2 separate regions of the Mus musculus genome follow, and region 1 is linked to region 2. The links are chromatin contacts, called in public promoter capture Hi-C maps. All regions are on one chromosome and are shown on one strand. Each heading gives the region's core, a stretch centred on a gene start, on an enhancer-like site or on the middle of the called end of the contact. The rest is flanking DNA. Distances are from core to core; before and after follow the strand shown.

Region 1 (3,126 bases), core at 227-2,726, 38 kb before region 2:
TTTCTGTACTGTCTAAATTCCTGATAAAATAACTATTGCTTTTTAAAGAGCCCATGTAGTTAAAATGAATACTGCTTACATTTCTAAATTCCAAACGGGGTATGTTTTCTTTCACTTTCAAAAAAAACCCCACAAAACCCTGTCTGCTTATCTTATACAGGTGTTGTCTTTCTCGGCGTCAGGAAATGGCACACCAATCGGAGAAAAGCACATGTTTTCTATAGTGGAAAAAAAAAGTAACTGCCTAACGTCCTTCCCTGTTTTTCATTAACATACAGCCTATTCTAGCCTATCCCTATCTGGTAGTTTAAAATAAATAAATAAATAAATAAAAATAAATTTCCTCCCTCCTCTTTCAGGCTAAAATGCCAAGTGAGTTCATCTCTACACATTTAAACAGGCTTCATTTTAAAGACATTTCATTGATGGATCAAAACTCAGCCACCTATGTCATGTCTCTCTCCGCCCCTTCACTCTGTTCTGTTTTAGTCATGAGCTTTATAGGGAATAACCTTATTTAGATTTTTATCATGTTTCATCCTTCTAGAATGTAAGCTTCATGAGGGCAGGAGTTTTGTCCTGCTTTCTCACCTATGTCCCCAGCCCAACTCCAGGTGGTATCTAGTAGGCCTTAGGAGGTACCTGCCAAATGAAGAGATGTGTGTGGAAAACAGATTAAGGATGTAACTCCAAACAAGCCAATACATAAAGACTTGGAAAAAAGATAAATAAAGACATGATACTGAAATGCCACGCTGACAGGACTCGATGCTTTATAACACTGGCTCGGAGACGGACCTTCTTCAAGGCGGGCAGGTGCTACACACCTAGCTAAACACATAGCTCTTCTAGGAAGGAGGTAATCCACTGGGAAGCCTGGGGTGGTGGTGATCAGCTCCCGGAAGAGTGTAAAGGACCATCTCCATAATAGAGACGTGGCCGGCGCGGAGGGAGCGGAAAACCTCACAATACACCATACATCCTCGCCCAGATGGGAAGAAAAATCACACGAATCTCCTACACAATCAAACCAAGTAGACAACCCTCCACCAGACAGAGAAGCAGGCTCCTCTCCTAGAGCTCGGTAGTCGCCTGCAACCCAGGAGTCGGGTCGCGACTCCAGCGCGATTCCCTTTCCAGGACCCCGCGTCGCACCGCCCCAAGGAGACCGATTTAGGGGGCCGTTTGGGGATCAGCTTTCTCTATCCCCGCAAAACGCTACCCTCCACCGCACACACGCCTGCCAGTCCAGCTCGTCCCCGAGGCCCCGACCCTCCAACTCACGTGTAGATGATGGACATGAAATGCATCAGCCACAGCACCACGAAGAGCACGAAGCCGAACAAGGCCATTCCCTCCTGGGCCAGGTCCAGCAGCGCCATCCCCCGGCCCGCTGGCCCGGCCCGGCCCGCTCCGGCCGCCGCGGACAGCGCTGCCGCGGGAGGAGGACGCGGGGGCCGCCGGGTGCGGGGCGCGGGCCGCGAGTGGAAGGTGGGAGAGGAAGGGCCGGCGGGGCGGCGGGCGTGAGGACGGAAGGGGCGGGCAGGGCCTGCGCGCCCCCGGCCACTCGGCGCGCGCTCGGCACCGCGCACCCCTTAGCGTGCGCGCGCTGGTGTGCTGCGAGCGCAGGCTGACCGCGCTGCGCGCTCTAGGCGGCCGTTGCCGCGCGCTCGGGCTCCCGTGGTCCAGACCCTTGGGCTGCCGCTGCCGCCGCCGCCGCCGCCGCCGCCGCCGCCGCCGTCGCCGTCGTCCCTTTCGCTCGCCGCGGCTCTGCGTTCTGGTCCGTGCTCTCTGCCGGCGTCCGAATCCCGGCACGATGCGGTCCGCCCTGCCCCGCCCTCTGGAGCCCGGTGCCCGTGCCCCCGCCCCCGGGGCGGCGCCCTCGCGCCTCGGTGCCGGCCCGCGCGCCCACGGGTGGAGCTGCCCCCGCGTGCTCGCCGCCCGGCAGCTACCAACCGCTGCCGCCGCCCGCGCCCGCGGTCCCCCCCCCCCCTGCACTGTCTCTAAGCAGCACGCGCCGCCTCTACACTTTATCTTGGCCAAATCCGGAGGAGCCAAGAGACTGTGTTATTTAAGGAATCCCCAAACTCAGAATTGGAAGAATCGCTTGATGCTGAATTCGCGCAAGATTGTGCGTTCTCTAGGGCAGCTGAGTGTAATTTGGCTAAGATGTAGCCAAGAGAGTTATGGAAATGTAGCTAGTTCGAGCAGTGCTAGGCTGTTAAGTGTTGCCAGTACACCGCTGACAAACCATCTCATTCATAAATCTTGTATTATTTGCTGGGATGATAGATTTTAGTCATACTGGGTTAAATTACGTTACTCCATTTTTAAAAAGCTGTTAAATGTTGCTATTACTAAAACGTTTAATTATGCATGTGCACGATACTGAAAATGGGGAAATGAAGGCTAGGCTGTGTGAGAAGCCTGTATGTAGCCCAGTTACTTCTGGGACTGAAGCAGGAGAATTACCTGAACTTGAACACACAGGTTCCAGGCCAGGCTGGGCAAATTCAATGAATCCCTGTGGTGGAAAAACAAGAGTATTCTAACTTTAAGTCGCAACTGGGAGAAGCTAGTAGTAAATGTTTCCATTTGTTTCTTCAGCCTGGATACATCTATATTGTTTACAATTGTTCTGTGTTTAAACTGTTTATTATTCAAGTTACTTTTAAAAAATAATCCAAAAATGACGGGCAGTGGTGACATACACCTTTAATCCCAGCACTTGGGAAGCAGAGACAGGCAGATTTCTGAGTTCGAGGCCAGCCTGGTCTACAGAGTTCCAGGACAGCCAGGGCTACACAGAGAAACTCTGTCTCGAAAAAAGAAAAAGGAAAAAAAAAAAATCCTTAAGGTTTGCAGTGTCCTTTGTTCTACTGGTGAAAAATCAGTGGGAAAGAACCATGCTTCGAAATTAATTTCCAGTTGTTGAGAGTTACTGGTTAATAGAGTTACAGCAGGATGGAATCCATACATAGAAATAATAGCACAGGGTTTTAAATGCCACGATTGTGATTAATCAATTCTAAGGCCCACTTTTAAAGCATTCTTAACACATTTTCAATAATCCATTATTTTCAAGAATCCAAAATGGAAATGCATCTCACACTCAGTGACATCTTA
Region 2 (3,142 bases), core at 7-2,506:
TTATTTATTCACTATGCACCCTCAGGCCCTTCTTCAGAACTCCATCTCACAGAAGTAGGGTGCAGATGACATTAAAGACAGGGAAACTTGCTGGGCAGTGGTGGGGCACACCTTTAATCCCAGTACTCTTAAGGCAGAAACAGGCAGATTTCTTGTGAGTTCAAGGCCAGCCTGGTCTATAGAGCAAGTGCCAGGGTATCCAGAGCTACACAGAGAAACCATGTCTCAAAAAGACCAAAACCAAAACCAAACCAAACCACGAATAGGGAAGGTCTAGTTACAGCCAGCATATGGTGTGCTGGCTCATTTCCTGGTTGGAAGGCTATAACCTGGGCCTGGACCCACTGCACTTTATGCCTACAGCTCATTAGAACTTTTGATCCCAAGCAGCAGTTAGGAGCACACTTCCATCATTCTTCACAGAGCTCAAGGGTGTGTGTTTGTCTATCTCACACATAACATTTACAACCTCTCTCAAAACCAAACTTCCAGCTCCAGTGCTTGTCACTGGTCTGTGTTCCCATTCCTTTATTAGATTTTATGTATCTGGTGTTTGAGTGTTATTATATCTTTTGGTGTTCTCCATTTGTACTATATATAAATGATATTTAATATTTATAAATATTTAAACGGTTGATGAGGATTGTGAGACTAAAAGAGGAAATCAAGCTCAAGAGAAGCAGATTGTCCCTTTTAGAACAACGAAGGGCAGCAATCTTTCCTTGGGAGAGGAAACAGCATGGCAAGGGTGTGCCTGTTTTGGGGGGGTGTTAAATGGCAGAAAATGGAACTTTGGGGGTGTAAAACACCATATGCAGATCTTCTCCCAATACCTCAGGTAAACACCATGGAGGTTCTGACATGTTGACTTTCCTGTCAGAAGGTTGCCAGCTTCTAACTGCCTACTGTGTCAACTTCTCTGTTTGGAGTTTCTCAGCTTGCCTGAGGCTTTTAGGTCATTAACCTTTCCATGAATAGAGGTGTAGGGACAGCAATGGTCTGTCATGGTGAAATTGTCCCATCTGCCATCCTCATTTGAAGTCTGTCTCACAGGTGGGTTGTGACTTTCCTAAGTATTTCTTAATATAGATTCCAGGACTTCTAACAGTTTGGAAAACCATTTGCCTTTTCCTCAAAATCTCCAAGTTTTCAGACTTTATATTGAAAGACATATTCTGGAAGATATCCTAGAGGCATTTAGGATCAGAAAGAGTTAATATTTTAGGCCTTGCGGGAGGGGGTTACCAAGCTTTATGTCTGGTTCAAAAGTCATCAGTATATACAGCAGAACGGGACACTGAAGGGAAACATACTTCCCTACAGGAAGTGGTCAAGATTTTGCATAAAATCTGCAGGAGAAGATAAGTTCATTTTCGGTAGAATAAGAAACATCTGAATATCGCTCGTTTGTTTCTAGTGTAGATTTAATTAGCTGTTCCTGAATTTTGCATTCCCTTGAGCCATGGTCAAATGATTGAGGCCATTATGGAGCTCAGGTTCAGAATATCTGTCCCAGACAGAACCAATGTGCTTCGCTTGGGGCAGGACTGCTGAGATACCTTTCCTGTAGGACAATGGGGTGTAAAAACTATTTCTACTTTTGTCTCCCTTGTTTTTAAACGAGGCATGGGCTAATTGCCTGCTCAGCACTTAAAGGACAGAGACAAGGGAGCTAGGCAGTCTTACATCATGAGAGGGAAGTTTCTAGGTTGATCTCAGTTGTTTTATTATCACCTGACTTCAAACTTATAAACTGATCTTTAAAGCCTAACTTTGACTCCTACACGAAATAATGTGGCAGTCAGAGTTACCTGGCATTATGAAGAGGGCATTCCCTAGACCAGGTGACCGACAAAGCTTCCAATGGGAAGGGCTTGGGTGATAGGAGTTTTACATATTTTGAAGCTATCATATGGACTAACATCATTTTCATCTTTATGAGGTGGCTTAGACAGAACCAGATGAACTGCTCATAGACTAGTAACTTCCACAATATATGGAATGGCGCTGGGCATGGTGATGCACATCGCTAAGCACAGCATTTGGGAGGCTGAGGCAGGTGGATTCCCTAAGTCTGAGGCCACCTTGATCTACATAATGAGCTTCACAACAGCTAAGGCTACATACAGAGAACCTGCCTCAATAAAAACAAGAACAAAACAAAGCAAAACAAGCCCCAACTATTCTGAATGCTTTCATGGAGAAATCTATATTTTATAATTTTTTTAACCAACTATCTCCCCAGCCTTATTTTTGTCTACTTTTTGGTGGACACAGAACTTTTAAAAACTAGATTCTTAAAAATTACCATAAAATTAAGCAAAAACTTCCCTTTAAACCATACATAAGTATATCATTGCTATATAATTCATAACAGTAATCATATTTATATGATCATCCCAAACTGAAATTCCCATATATTACCTATTAAACAATATCTCTCGATTTTTTCCAATACCTTCCCCTACAGCTCCTGGTAACCACTGTGAATTTTCTGCCTTTATAAATTTGATTATTTTAAATATGTCATACTACTAGAATCATATAGTATGAATCCTTTTGCATTTAGTTCATATAATTTTATAAGTTTCATTTTATAGGTTCATGCATTTTGTAGGTCATTTTGTGCACAGGTTCAATGAAGTATGAACATTCATGTAGTGATATAATTGGATAAGAAGAGTAATGTGTAATGCTAATGGGTAGAGTTAAGAAACATTTAGATTCTTTCTAGCCTCTCTGTGTAGCATTCCTTCATTGTAGGTATATGAAGGGGCCTCTGAAATAGTGGTCCTATGATTTTTATTATATCATGTATGTCAGAGAATTTATTGGACACTTTGAGATAGAAAGGCGCTTGGAGTTGGGGCAATATGTTTAGACTTCATTACTTGCTTTGGGGAAAACAAGTAAGTTTCCATGGCCTGTCTTGGAGAAGAGAAATTTTCATCTGCATAGTTTAAGAGGTTCCTGAGTCAGGGGTCAGAGGAGAATTTTGTTTTGGACACCTCCACTTTATTCTTTTCTGAACCCCAACGATGCTTCAAAAAGAAGCTGCTCATCATCTGACGGTGCTGCCTGCAGCGCTTGGGAAGCTGCAGCCCGGATGCTTGACATGAGGCAAGCCTGAGTCAGACTGTGA

Evidence for each region. Promoter capture Hi-C pulls out the DNA fragments that hold promoters and counts their contacts.
Region 1: a promoter capture Hi-C map of the HPC-7 cell line shows a contact between it and region 2, with 2.8 times the contacts expected there. The contact joins the promoter of Ugcg here to the enhancer-like site in region 2. A contact is called at or near these places in 5 of 39 promoter capture datasets (the C10 cell line, the HPC-7 cell line, HPC-7-derived erythroid cells and 2 more), 1 of 15 datasets of contacts at CTCF or cohesin (the G1E-ER4 cell line), 11 of 484 Hi-C or Micro-C datasets (CD4 T cells, the G1E-ER4 cell line, the HPC-7 cell line and 3 more), 6 of 115 datasets of contacts at active chromatin or transcription factors (the HPC-7 cell line, the SCID.adh cell line, embryonic fibroblasts and 2 more) and 3 of 9 other capture datasets (adipose tissue, liver and pancreatic islet).

Annotation. Positions count from the first base shown.
Region 1 is chr4:59,187,900-59,191,025 of GRCm38.p6, reverse strand. It overlaps Ugcg (UDP-glucose ceramide glucosyltransferase), which reads right to left and starts at 1,476. Exons shown (of 9, transcript NM_011673.3): 1 at 1,285-1,476. The coding sequence starts at 1,382.
Region 2 is chr4:59,149,290-59,152,431 of GRCm38.p6, reverse strand. No RefSeq gene overlaps it. Among named protein-coding and RNA genes, the nearest start is that of Shoc1, 12 kb to the right of the region's middle. Within about 2 kb of position 1,256, at least 21 of the 459 cell types and tissues checked have an H3K27ac peak or open chromatin away from gene starts, as enhancers often do. A contact at or near this core is called in the G1E-ER4 cell line, the HPC-7 cell line, LSK cells and 1 more, where this site is marked.